Regions from separate parts of the Mus musculus genome. Here region 1 is linked to region 2. A link is a contact called in public Hi-C data. All regions are on one chromosome and are shown on one strand. The core of a region is the stretch at or near the end of the contact, and the rest is flanking DNA. Distances in the headings are between cores, read along the strand shown.

Region 1 (5,709 bases), core at 1,246-3,745, 69 kb after region 2:
ACACAGAGACATATACAGACATACACACACATACATGCAGACATACATACAGACACACACAGAGAAAGACAGATCATATAGACATATACACACAGAGAGGCATGCACACAGAGACCACACATACGTATACAGACTTATACACATATACACACAGAGACATACACACACAGAGAAACATATACACAAAACACATAGACATATACAGACATGCGTGTGTACATGTGCACACATACAGACACAGAGCCAACATCATATTTTTACCCTATTCTTCTTTCCCTTATATCTTCCTTCCCTTATAAAATAAAATTTTTTCTTTTAATTGACTAGCAATAAAATATCTTCTCAGACTCATCCTAGGCAGTAATATGCATGAAATAGCAGGTTTTATATGCTACTTGCATTTTTGTAATACACATTAAAATATCTATTCAGATATAAAGGAATTCATCTGTAAACCACGAGAAATGGTTCTTAGGGCGGAGGGTGCCCTCGGCCCCCAGAGCACGCGGCTACTTTCAGGGATGTGGTTCCTGCCCTTTAAACACCACCACACTTTAATTGGACACTTTTGACTTGCTTCTCATGGTTTTGCCCCATTTTTCTCTGCAGCAATTTGGCCAGCGATTCCTGTCTCTTCCTCTATTATCCACTCTGATTAACTCAGCTGCACCTGTCAGCCTTTATTCCTGCAAGCGAGCGGGTGGAGCGAGGCGTGCTGGAGAAGTCGTTAAAATGCATGAGTTAGATCGGATCCACTCTTTCTTGGCTGGGGGTGGGGTGCGTGGTGAGTCCCAAGAGGCCCACATCTGGGCTCCCATTGGCAGCTCAGGGACTCATGGTGAGGATGTCTATGGATGCCATAGGGTTGATATCAACTTCATCTAAGAGATACTGTGGGGAGCACAGCATGGTTGGATCTCTGATAGTATGTGTGTTTCCACTGGGTGCAGGAAGCGGGTGAATTATATTTGTGTCTTGAAAGGCAGTCTTTCTTCTCTTCAATCTCTCTCTCCCTCCCTCTCCCACTCCTTCTCTCCCTTCCTCACTCCCTCTCTCCTTCCCTCCCTCTCTTTTCCTCTCCCCTCCCTTCCCTCTCTCCCTCCTTCTGCCTCCTTGTTTATTTTGAGACAAGGTCTCACATATCCTAGACTGGCCTGACTCACTATGCAGCCAAGGATGGATGACCTTGAACGTCTCATCCCCGATGCCTCTAACTGTGTTGGGATCCCAGGTGTGCACAACCACACCCAGTTTAGGTAGTGCTGGGAATGGAACTCAGAGCCTTGTGCCTACTAGGCAAGCATGTGACCAGCTGAGCCCCAGTCCCTGCCAGAAGAGATATTCCTCAAGATGGATGAGGCTTGATTCCAGAACTTTCATTCTTTTCTTCTACCTGTTTTTCTTGGATACTTGCAGCACATAGTGATTAAACTCCCTTTCTTCTTCTTCTTCTTCTTCTTCTTCTTCTTCTTCTTCTTCTTCTTCTTCTTCTTCTTCTTCTTCTTCTTCCTCTTCCTCCTCCTTCTTCTTCTTCCTCTTCCTCTTCCTCTTCCTCTTCCTCTTCTCCTTCTCCTTCTCCTCCTCCTCCTCCTTCTCCTCCTCCTCCTCCTTCTTTTTAAAAGTTTCTAAAATTGCAGTTACGTGGGAGGGGGGGGGGGTCTGGCTCAAGAGCCACAGTGTGCATGTGGAAATCTGAGGACCATGTGGGTCTTAGGAAGAAGAGGCAGGATGATGGGAAATTCAAGGTCATCCTTAGCCCCATAGTCACAGTAGTAGGTCAGAGTTCAAGCTTTGATGCCCATGGTGACCCAGAGTAAAAGTTCTGTGCTCGGATGAGAGCTGTGTCCTCTGTGATGTCGAGACAGCTATGCTTCAGGGAGTGATACAATTGGTCCTGCAACTGGTCCATGATGGTCGGCAGCTGTCCATCCCAGCACAGCCTTACATAAAGTCTTAGTGAATCTTAACATTTGCTTCTTTCTCCAGCTCTTCCTTCCTTTTCCTGCCTCTTTGTCTTTATTTATTTATTTATTTATTTATTTATTTATTTTTGCCTGCTTGTGCTCTCTCTCCATCCAATTGCAACTGCAGGGAACAGCAGGAGTTTAAACTGAGGTCAGATCCTGGAGACACCCCAATGGCAAGAGGAATGCAACTTCAGCCTAAGGGAACTAGTGACTCCTGACAGGTTACCCAGTGAAAAGAGACCTGGCTGGAGTGGGGGGTGGGGATGAATCTGGTAGCAGAGATGGGAACAGAGTGCTGAGGACAAGCTAGGAGCAGAGGGGGAAGATACCGCGGACCCTGGAGGTCAGGTGAGAAGAGTGGTGGGCAGAGGTTGCATCCCTGGATTCCACCCTTGCCCAGTGTGTCGGGGAGAAGCCGTCTCCTTCATCCATCTTGCTACAAAACTCAGCCAGAGCTCTCGGCCTTCCAGAGCGACCTCAGAGCAGAGTGTGACCTCTCCTGGCCAGCACTGAGAGGATTCCAGGCCCCAGTGACACCTCTGGCTTTCCAGTGAAGACTTTGCTGGCTCCCGTAGGTTTCCAGCATCTTCCGGCCTGTTCCCTGCCCGGAGATTAATTTGTTTACTCCCTTGCCTGGAGATGAACTGAGAGAACTAATCGTCCATCAGCCGCACAACCTTGCCCCGCCCGGCCCTGAATGTCCATTTTCTGGCAAAATATGTCCTCTCTGCTGCCAAGGCTTTTTGGAAAATGCTAATTTTATCCTCAAATTAAAATTTGTTCCCCTTTCCTCATTTTAATAAAAGCGAGGCATCCGGAAATGTTGCCATAGTGCAGAAGCGAACGTTCCCGACATAATTTTCAAAATGCCTTCGATCACGCGGCTTTCGGAAGGGCCTGTCCTCTGGCCCTGACCTCCCTTCCCCATCTCCACGCCCCCTGGGGCAGCATTTACATTTCTTAATAACCCCTCATTAATATGCATGAGAAGGGGTGGGTAATAATGGCTGAGCACGCTGCACTAATTCAATTTCCACCCGCCTCGGCCTGTTTACTTAATCACCAAGGGACCCGGGTTACTCAGCATAATTATTTATTCGGAATTAGATCTGGAGGCATCTGGACTGAGCAAAATGGAAACTGGAGTCTCTTGGTCCTGAGCTCTGGGCCCTCCCGCTGGCCGGCTGCCTGCCAAAGGCTCAAGGCCGGCGGGGTCAGCTTAAAACCTGGGCTGGTGGGGGGGGGGGGTTCTTATCAAAGTACAGAAGACTCAGGTACGATGACCGGGTCAAAAATCTCTCCCCCATGGTGGTCTAGAGGGACCATCAGCTCTGCTGGTGGCTAAGAGTAAGGTTGGGCCAGAGGCAGGCCTCAGGGGGTGCTGGGAGCTTATCCCAACACCGGCATGTGCTGAGACTTGGACACAGGCCTTACAGGGAGGAGAAAGAGTGTGTGCCTTGAGTCAGAATATTAATGGCTGGTCACCCATATCCGAGTGTCAGTATGCACGAAGCTAACTACAACCTGTGGCTTCGGGCATCCACTGGGATTCTTGAGACATATCCCCTGAGCATAGTAGGGAGCCACGGTGTAATAGGCCAGCTCCTTGGGCCACACTCCTCTAATTTGATGCTCAGTGAGCTCCTGTTCATGCCTCAAAACCCAACTCCCTTGGCTGCTGCATTCTCCTGGCAAAGCCACAGCTCCCCGTCACGTTTTCCACACTCTGCTCTATCCCTGAGCCCCCTCCAGTGCCGCTCATTTTTCATAAGTCCTATGTCCTACTTGTGTAGGAGCAAGGGGGATGTTAGGTGTTTCTCTGTCGGGGTGGCCTCTCCTCTGGGTCTCTGGCTCCCAGGAGCGCCACAGTCCACTGGGAGCCCTCTCCTGGATAGCTAGCACACAGCCTTCTCCTCTGTCTCTCAGGCACAGCATGGGGGCAGCCTTCTGCAGCTGGTCTTTGGACTCCTCTGAACCTCCAGTTGCTTCTCAGAATCTCCATTACCTTCTAACTGAAGAAGTTCCTCTGGTGTGATTCCTTCAGTGGTTCCTGCTTCCACACTGTCTGATCTGGTCACTGCTGGAATGTAAGGACCTGGTGGGGAGGGCCACAGCCTTTGTCCCAGGACTTAGATATGAAAATACTCCCAGAGATGGATGGATGGAGAGAAGGATGAATATTGATTATATGACTTTCTAGTCAGGTTCTACTCCTGTTTCTCCCTGATGTGAATACACATTTTTATGAAAATAATTCTCAGCCAGGCAGAGTGGCACAGCCTGTAATCCCAGCACGGATACTGAGGTAGGATTACTACACATGTGAGGCCAGTCTGGTTTATAAAGTGGCCTCTAGGCCAGCCTGGGCTACATTGTAAGACCTGTCTCAAAACACAACACAACACAACACAACACAACACCACACATCAACACAACCTTAATCTCCTAATTAAATGACCTGTAGTTCTGGGAAGGCCCAGTCAGCACTGCTGCTAAGGTAACTGCAGGGTAGCAGGATGGGGATGGGGGATGGTAGGGGTGGTAGAGTGGTGTGAGGAGTGGGGGTGGGGAATAAGGTTGCAGGGGATGGAGGAAATGGAGGGTTGCTGGGGCGGTCATGGATTGGAGGCAGCATCTAGGAACAAATGGAGGGGTTGAGGAGACAGCAGGTGATTTAATCACTGCAGACTCTTGTTAAAGGCGGCCTTTCTCGCCCGCTGCCCTCCTCACCCGCCCTCCCCTGCTGCAAAGCACCTGGGCCCTGCAGTGCCCAGCCAAGGCTCTTCATTAAAATTTCTTGGAACTCTAGCCAGGTTGGAAGGAAGTCAAGACCTGCCAGCTTGTCTGCCAGGTGAGGTGAGAGGGTGGCCAGAGGGGCATTTCTGTAGAAGTCATTGAAAGAGCGGGCAGAGGACTTGGGATCAAGGAGGAGAGTTAAGGAAAGGGGGTAGCAGGTTATAGGGAGGTGCCCCAGCCAGTTTCTGGGCAGGCTATTCCAGAATCAGCACTGGAAACAAAGGCTTAGTAAAGGAAGGTATTTGGGAAGTGAGTGGCTGGGGAGCCAGTAGACACTGCCTTGGGCAATCAGGGCTCAATCCTAAATAGCTGGCTGAAAGTCTGGGCATCAGTCCACCAACTCCTAGCACCTCTCGGGGGAAGCACAGCACTGTGGTAGGTGCTGGATCTCACTTTAACCCTATGTGCTTAAGGGAAGAAGACGCAGAGACAGGTTCTTAAGGGGGAGGGGAGGGCTGCTATTGGCCTGCTGGGTACTGTGCACTGGGGGCCTTGCTGAGGTCACAGGTATGACGAAGGGTCGGTGGCATGAGAGCTCCGCAGACTGATGTTCTCCAAACTGAGGTCCCAGGCTCCATGGCTCTTTGTCCCTCTCTCTTTTCCTCCCTCGGTCCCTTTTTTGTTTCCTTCCTTCCTTCCTTCTCGTCTTTCCTTCCACAAATACTTCCTAAGCCCCTACCCTGCACTAAGAGCATCACTAGGCCGAGGTGTGCACATGAACACAACCTCACGCTGCCAGCATACAAATTTAGACAGCAGCTAATAAACAGGTGTCTGCAGGAGTACAATGCTGAGCAGGCTGAGCTCCCCCAAGGGAAGAAACGGGAAAGGAGGAATGAACAGTAAAGAGGTGGGGGTGGAAAGCTGCCCTAGGCTAGGCTGTCAAAACAGCCATGAAGACTGATCACTGTCAGAGAGCAAATAATCAGCCGCTCCACGCACGCAC
Region 2 (6,319 bases), core at 3,170-5,669:
GGCTACTGCCATCTCCTCCTCTTTTTCATTGTTAATTCTAGTCATTATTTTTTGGTCATTTCGGCTAGAGGTTTGTCAAGCTTATAAGAAGCAACTTTTTGCCCGATGGGTTCTATGTAGCATTCTTTAGTCTCCATCTCATCAATTTCTACCCCAGTTTGTTGATTTCTTTTTATATATCTCAGCACTAAACCTATGAACGTTCCTCTCAGAAAGTATCTGACGGAACTAAAACTCACCATGATCCTCCTGCCTCTGCTTCCCAAGGGCTGGGATTCAAGTCAGGTGCCACCACGCCTGGCCTGGTTCTAAGAAGCTTGGCATTCCGATTTCTTCCAAGGCCCACTGAGGTCACTGGAAAGTGTTCAGTTGCTAAGGATTTGTACAGCTCCTGTGGCCTCTCTTGCTACTGATTTCTAGTTTATCCCACTATGATGTGATAAGCTGTACTATGTCGTTTTGTTCTGTGGGATGAGTGTAAAGTGTGTCCCCCAGGGTCTGGGGCTGGTGTCCTGCAGAGGGCACCATGGTAACTCACACATATTTCTCACCCTGCTTTTCCTCTGATCTTCCTGTGTCTCATCTGAACTACCCACCTAGAGGCTCCCTTTGAAAGAGTCCAGACCGAGACCCCGTGCTCTGCCTGTGCACCTGTGAATGTGGGTGCGTGAGTATGTGGGAACTAAACCACGAATGCCTGCACATTTGCACTTCTCATATTGAGAACCTGCATGTGCGCACACATGTGCTCTTGTGCAAGCTGCTAGTCTCTGGAGTACAAGCATTGGCTGCATGCTGCATGTCAGAGGCTGAGCATGTTAGTATTCTGTCTAGACTCCACTCCCATAGTTACCTGGCAACAGCAAGGTAGGCCTGGCCCACTATAAAAGGGGCTGCTTGGCCCCTCCTTTTTCTCTTACTCTCTCTTGCTCTCTTGTTCTCTTGTCTCTCCCTTGTCTCTTGCCCCCTTGCTCCCCCCTTTCCCCGCTCTCTCTCCACATGGTCATGGCTGGTCTCTACTTTTCTACTCTCTCCTTCTCTTTGCCTTTCTCTGCTTCTACTACTCTCTTAACTTCCCTCCCCATGTCCTGAATAAACTTTATTCTATACTATACCGTCGTGTGGCTGGTCTCTCAGGGGGAAGGAATGTCTCAGAGGGAAGTATTCTACCAACGGAGCCATAGCCTTAGTCCGATGCACTGTGACCTTTGTGAATGTGTTGGTGGTAGTCTCTGACTCTAAGGGACAGATAGGCCACCAACTGTCCTCTGCCTCTTGGGTTCATTTTCTCATCTATAGGATGAGAAACACCAAGGGCTGGGATAATGGCTGTCTTAGCAAGCTTGGCAGTGGGTAACCCTAGGACAGTGGCACCCCCCCACACCCCCATAGAACACATTCTTATAGCTCTTTATCTTTTTATGATCACAACAGAGCATATATCTACACTTGTTATATGGGCATAGGTGGCTCTCAGGTCTGCTTAAGGTTTACTTGGGAAGGAGCTGAGGTCACTGAGGTCAGAGATCCTTACAGAGGCCCTCCACGGCCCTCTGATGATTAAAAGTCTCCCGTCAGGTGGTGCCTGAGGAGATGGGCAGGTGTACAGTGTAGTGACAACCTGCGGTCCGCCCCCTTTTCCTTGTTGATGCCTCTGTGGAGACAGTCTGGTCTCAGATGAGTATATTCCCTGAAGAGAGGCAGCCAGAGCAGCTGTCAGCATTGCTGAGATGGTGAACGGCTGTGGTACCTGTCAGCAGCCACTGCATAGCTGTCTTGGTGACAGGTGCCAGCGGCAGGAGGAGAAATCAGCTCTTCTTGGGCTCTGGGTTCTTGTACCAATGCTGCCTATTGATCTGCCTACATGGAAGGGTGAGCAGGGCCCTGTGCATTTGAGAGCAGGGCCTAGCCCCTGGGTTTGTTTCACTAGATTTAATTCTGGTCGTATTGTCTACGGGACATCTGTCTGTTCCTTGTTGGAGACCTACAGACTGCTTGGCCTGCTTGGGTTCTCTGGTCCTGCAGCCAAGTGTTGGCACTGCCTCGTCCACTGGCTCACTGGTGAGCTCGCTATTTCCAGAGCCTGGGCCTAGGCTTCAGGCCTCCTGCCCTACTTCACCCAGGAGGTCGTTTCATTTCCCTCCCTCCCCACAGGGCTTCTATCACGTACATTGTTCCCATGAGGGAGAATTGGACCCTTTTCCTCTCAACTCGGATGTCTGTAGCCTGAAGAGGGAGATCTGGTGGGCTTTAAGACCCAGGGGCACCAGGGTCAGAGTTAGACAGTACAGGATCTGGATCCTAGGAAGGGGACTCTGTAGTTGTTAAAATTAGATTCCAGCTGGTGATTGGAAGTGAAGCTTAAAAAGCAGAGGCTAGGGTGGGTCTGCCTGCCTCCCGAGGTAAAGGGCCAGCTACCACGGAACAGACTGCCAGAGTGCTGGTGCCCCAGGAAGAGAGCACAAAAGTCAGGACATGGTGGCAGTCCAGCAGGAGCTGGATCGGACTCATCCTTCTTACCAAACCCCTAGTCCCAAATAAACCAGAGCCTCTGGATCTGGGTTCGAAATTTAACTTAATATGCTGTGTGACCAAGCATGTCACCTCACCCTCTCTGAACCTCAATACCCATCATTCTTTTTTTTTTTTTTTTTTAAACAGGGTTTCTCTGCATGGCCCTGGCTGTCCTGGAACTCACTCTGTAGACCAAGCTGGCCTCGAACTCAGAAATCCACCTGCCTCTGCCTCCCAATTGCTGGGATTAAAGACCTGTATCACCACTGCCCGGCTAGTACCCATCATTCTTATACGAGAACCACAGTAGTCACTTTAAGGGTGGGGGATACTCTTGGGGAGAGCCTAGACAGAGTGGGGACCCAGCAAGAAGCAGTTTCCACCTTGGGGGAAAGAAAGCCATCACTGTGCCCAATGGGGCTGCCTGAGACCTGGGAAGCAGAAGCACGGCCTAGTTCCCTGGGCTGGTGGCTGAGGACTCTTGCTGATCCCTGGTTACTATGCATTAATCTCTGTAAAGGGCCCTGCCACGGGGTCTGGAGCACAGTGAATGTCACACATCTGGAATGATGCTCACACTGAGGCAACATCTGGGCATTCACTGTGTCAGGTTTCAAGTCAGCTACCCAGGGCCTTGAGAAATGGTAAAGCTGGGCACATCTAGATCCCTGAGAATCTAGAGCCCAATCTAGGGTGGCAGAGGGGAGACACAAAAGCACCCACAACACAAGACAAGGTCAGGTGGAGACCCGCAGAGAGGTTTCTGAATGGCAGGAGGATGCCAGGGAGTGTAGTAAAGATGAGCTGATCTGTAGGCATTGCCTGTGCCTGGGCACCCTGTCTTACTCATATAGTCTCATTTAAAGCTCAAAACAGCAGTTACAGGGACTTCTTGTGGGCAAGTAGACCTTGCCACCAGACAGAAGAACTGGTCAGGCTGAGTGGCCCCAAGCCCCCTGAAACTCAGAACTGAGAATGGTAGGAGTGGGGCCAACTCCATGCCAAACTCTACGTGCTCTGGGACACATAACCACGACAACCCACTGAGATGACCATGACAATCAGCCATGTGGGGGAAAACATCTGAAGTCCTTCCCCATGCAGGTTAGCATCATTAGCATCTCAGTTTGAGCCAATAGGAAACCCCTACCCCTGGATCCCACCCTGCTCCTCAGTGTTTATAAAGTCCCTGTACACATGGAATAGAGCGCACAGGCTATTTCACCGAGAATCATCTGAGAGCGACTGATTTACTGAGCTGTGACACTTGGGGAAAAGGTTTTCTTCCCAGAAGCATTCATCGCTGGTCCTTGTACCCTCCTGACAGGCTGGACTCATGCTCCTGCTGCCTCTGTTGTCACTGCCTGCTGCCACCGGCAGCTGCCCTGCCCCAGCTGCTGGTATTGACGCTGCCACGGTGCAGGCCAGATCTGGGACCTCAGGTACCTGCCCCGCGTAGGCTTCCCTTCTGAGAGCTGTCACACTGTGTCCGTCTCTGGCTGGACCACAGGGTTCTGCAGAGGATGACAACTTCTAGTCCCATTTTACAGATGCAGAAACTGAGCCCAGAGAGGTCGTGTGATGGCTGATGGCAACCTTCATTGTCAGCTTGATAGGATTTAGAGTCACCATGGCAATAAATCTGCAGGAACGACTCTCAGGAACTTTCTAGACTGTCTTAACAGAGGTGAGAAGACCCACCCTAAACACGCACCGCACCGTTCTACGGCTAGGAGCCTCGATTAAGTGAAAAGACAAAGTAAATAGAGAACCAGCATTCATCTCTCGCGTCTTCCTGCAGATGCAATGGCCACCTCATTCCCAGGGCAAGCCTTCCAGGCCGCGACAGGATGGGGAATGGAAAGATGCAGCAGGGAGCCTGACCAGGAGATGGCGCCAGTGTTGCTGACTTTGAATGACAAACGAGACGGACAAAGTGGCCAGGCTTCTGCTGGATTAGAAACAGACCGCTCAGCATGAGAAATAGCCAGGGCTAGAGCCATTAGCCTTATCAAAAAGCTGATTGCTCTTAGCAAAGTATTTAATACGGTTTCCTGCTATTAGGGCCCAAACCTGGACTAGCAAGATATTAATTCTGCAGATAATCATTGAGAGGGGAGGACCATATTTTAATATATGGCAACAGGCAAGCTATTGTCATTTTTCCCTTCTATCTTGATTGCCGGCTACCCAATTAGAACTGGCTTTCGATGCCCCTTCCTGGAGGGACGGAGATAAGGCTTAATGTCCTCGAACAAGATCTATCGGCTGCGACGAGAGGCCCATAAATATTAATAAATCTATAATTAGTCCTGTGGAAAGGGGTATCCATCCATGAGGCAGTTCCACCCATCGATGCCAAGAAACCACTTTTGCTGGGAAAGCATGACTTTTCTCTCCCAAATGCCAGGCTCTTTGTTCCAGAAGGAAGCAGCCCTTAGATGGTCCAGATCCTGATGTGTTTGCTTTGAGACAGACCCTCAAGAACAGCCAGGATTTCTGCAGTGGTCTCCAGGGAGGGAGGCTTAGCCTAGGTGGTTATAGGAGAAGGTTGGGGGCCCAGAAACATTTTCTCACATTATTTTAATTTTTAAAAACCTTCTTATTGATTCTTTGTGAAGTTCACTTTATGCACCCCAATCTCACTCATTTCCCCATCCCTTCATATCTACCCTCTGCCCTTGCAACCCAAAAGAAATTTCTTTTTCTTTTTTTCTTTTTTTTCTTCTTTTTCTTTTTTGGTTTTCTGAGACAGGGTTTCTCTGTATAGCCCTGGCTGTCCTGAAACTCACTTTGTAGACCAGGCTGGCCTCGAACTCAGAAATCCGCCTGCCCTCTGCCTCCCGAGTGCTGGGATTAAAGGCGTGTGCCTAAAAATTTTTTTAAAAAGTAAAAGAAGCAACAACCAAAAGCATCTCTCTGTAGAAGCCGCAGGGTGTCCCACAGTACACCTTTTATCCAAATATCATTACTTGCAAATGTTCATTGCAATGAGTCTTTGGTCTGGCTCAAGGCCTCTGGCTTCTGCTAGTCTATCAGTAGTGGATGCTCACGGACTCCTCTCAGATATTCTGTTCTTGCCCTGTGTCATGGAGATTCTGCAACTTTGGATCTGCAGGACCAGCCCCTTCATGAGCTCCAGCAGTTCATAGATGGAGTAGATGTTGGGGTGGGCCCTGGATCAAAGCTCCCCAGTGCTGCACCCATCGAGGGGCATTGGCCTGCCCATGCAACCACCTGGCTAGTGAGGGGTGGAGCCAACTCTGCTCAGCGTCCCACACCCCTCGTACATCTACATGGCCCAGGGGCGGCAACCCAGACCAGGACTATGCACTCGGCCTTTGATGGTAACATGGACCACAGATGTTGACACAGACCCTTGCTGCTGCAGGGCAATGGACCCAGACATGGCTCTTGGTAGCACCATGGGCAGCGACTTCACTGTGGCCTCAGATGACAACACAGGCTGCTCCCTTCAGGCTGTTCCTCAGCACCCTCATGTCTCCAGTTCTGCCTCTCCTCATGGTGCTCAGACCCCTCTGCTTCTCTCTCTCCCATCTCTCTACCACTTGCGAACTGCAGTGGCTCTCTCTCTCTTTTTTTTTTTTTTAAAAAGATTTATTTATTTATTTATTATATGTAAGTACACTGTAGCTGTCTTCAGAGACTCCAGAAGAGGGCATCAGATTTCATTACGGATGGTTGTGAGCCACCATGTGGTTACTGGGATTTGAACTCAGGACCTTCAGAAGAACAGTCAGCGCTCTTAACCACTGAGCCATCTCGCCAGCCCTGCAGTGGCTCT

What was found. A called contact is a pair of places that touch in the nucleus more often than the background predicts.
Region 1: a Hi-C map of the N1E-115 cell line shows a contact between it and region 2, with 4 times the contacts expected there. The contact joins two enhancer-like sites. A contact is called at or near these places in 1 of 15 datasets of contacts at CTCF or cohesin (embryonic stem cells), 9 of 484 Hi-C or Micro-C datasets (the G1E-ER4 cell line, the N1E-115 cell line, embryonic heart and 3 more) and 3 of 115 datasets of contacts at active chromatin or transcription factors (astrocytes and embryonic stem cells).

What each region holds. Positions count from the first base shown.
Region 1 is chr2:157,702,621-157,708,329 of GRCm38.p6, forward strand. No RefSeq gene overlaps it. Among named protein-coding and RNA genes, the nearest start is that of Gm25407, 8.3 kb to the right of the region's middle. Within about 2 kb of position 2,496, at least 20 of the 459 cell types and tissues checked have an H3K27ac peak or open chromatin away from gene starts, as enhancers often do. A contact at or near this core is called in the N1E-115 cell line, where this site is marked.
Region 2 is chr2:157,631,447-157,637,765 of GRCm38.p6, forward strand. No RefSeq gene overlaps it. Among named protein-coding and RNA genes, the nearest start is that of Platr27, 37 kb to the left of the region's middle. Within about 2 kb of position 4,420, at least 3 of the 459 cell types and tissues checked have an H3K27ac peak or open chromatin away from gene starts, as enhancers often do. A contact at or near this core is called in the N1E-115 cell line, where this site is marked.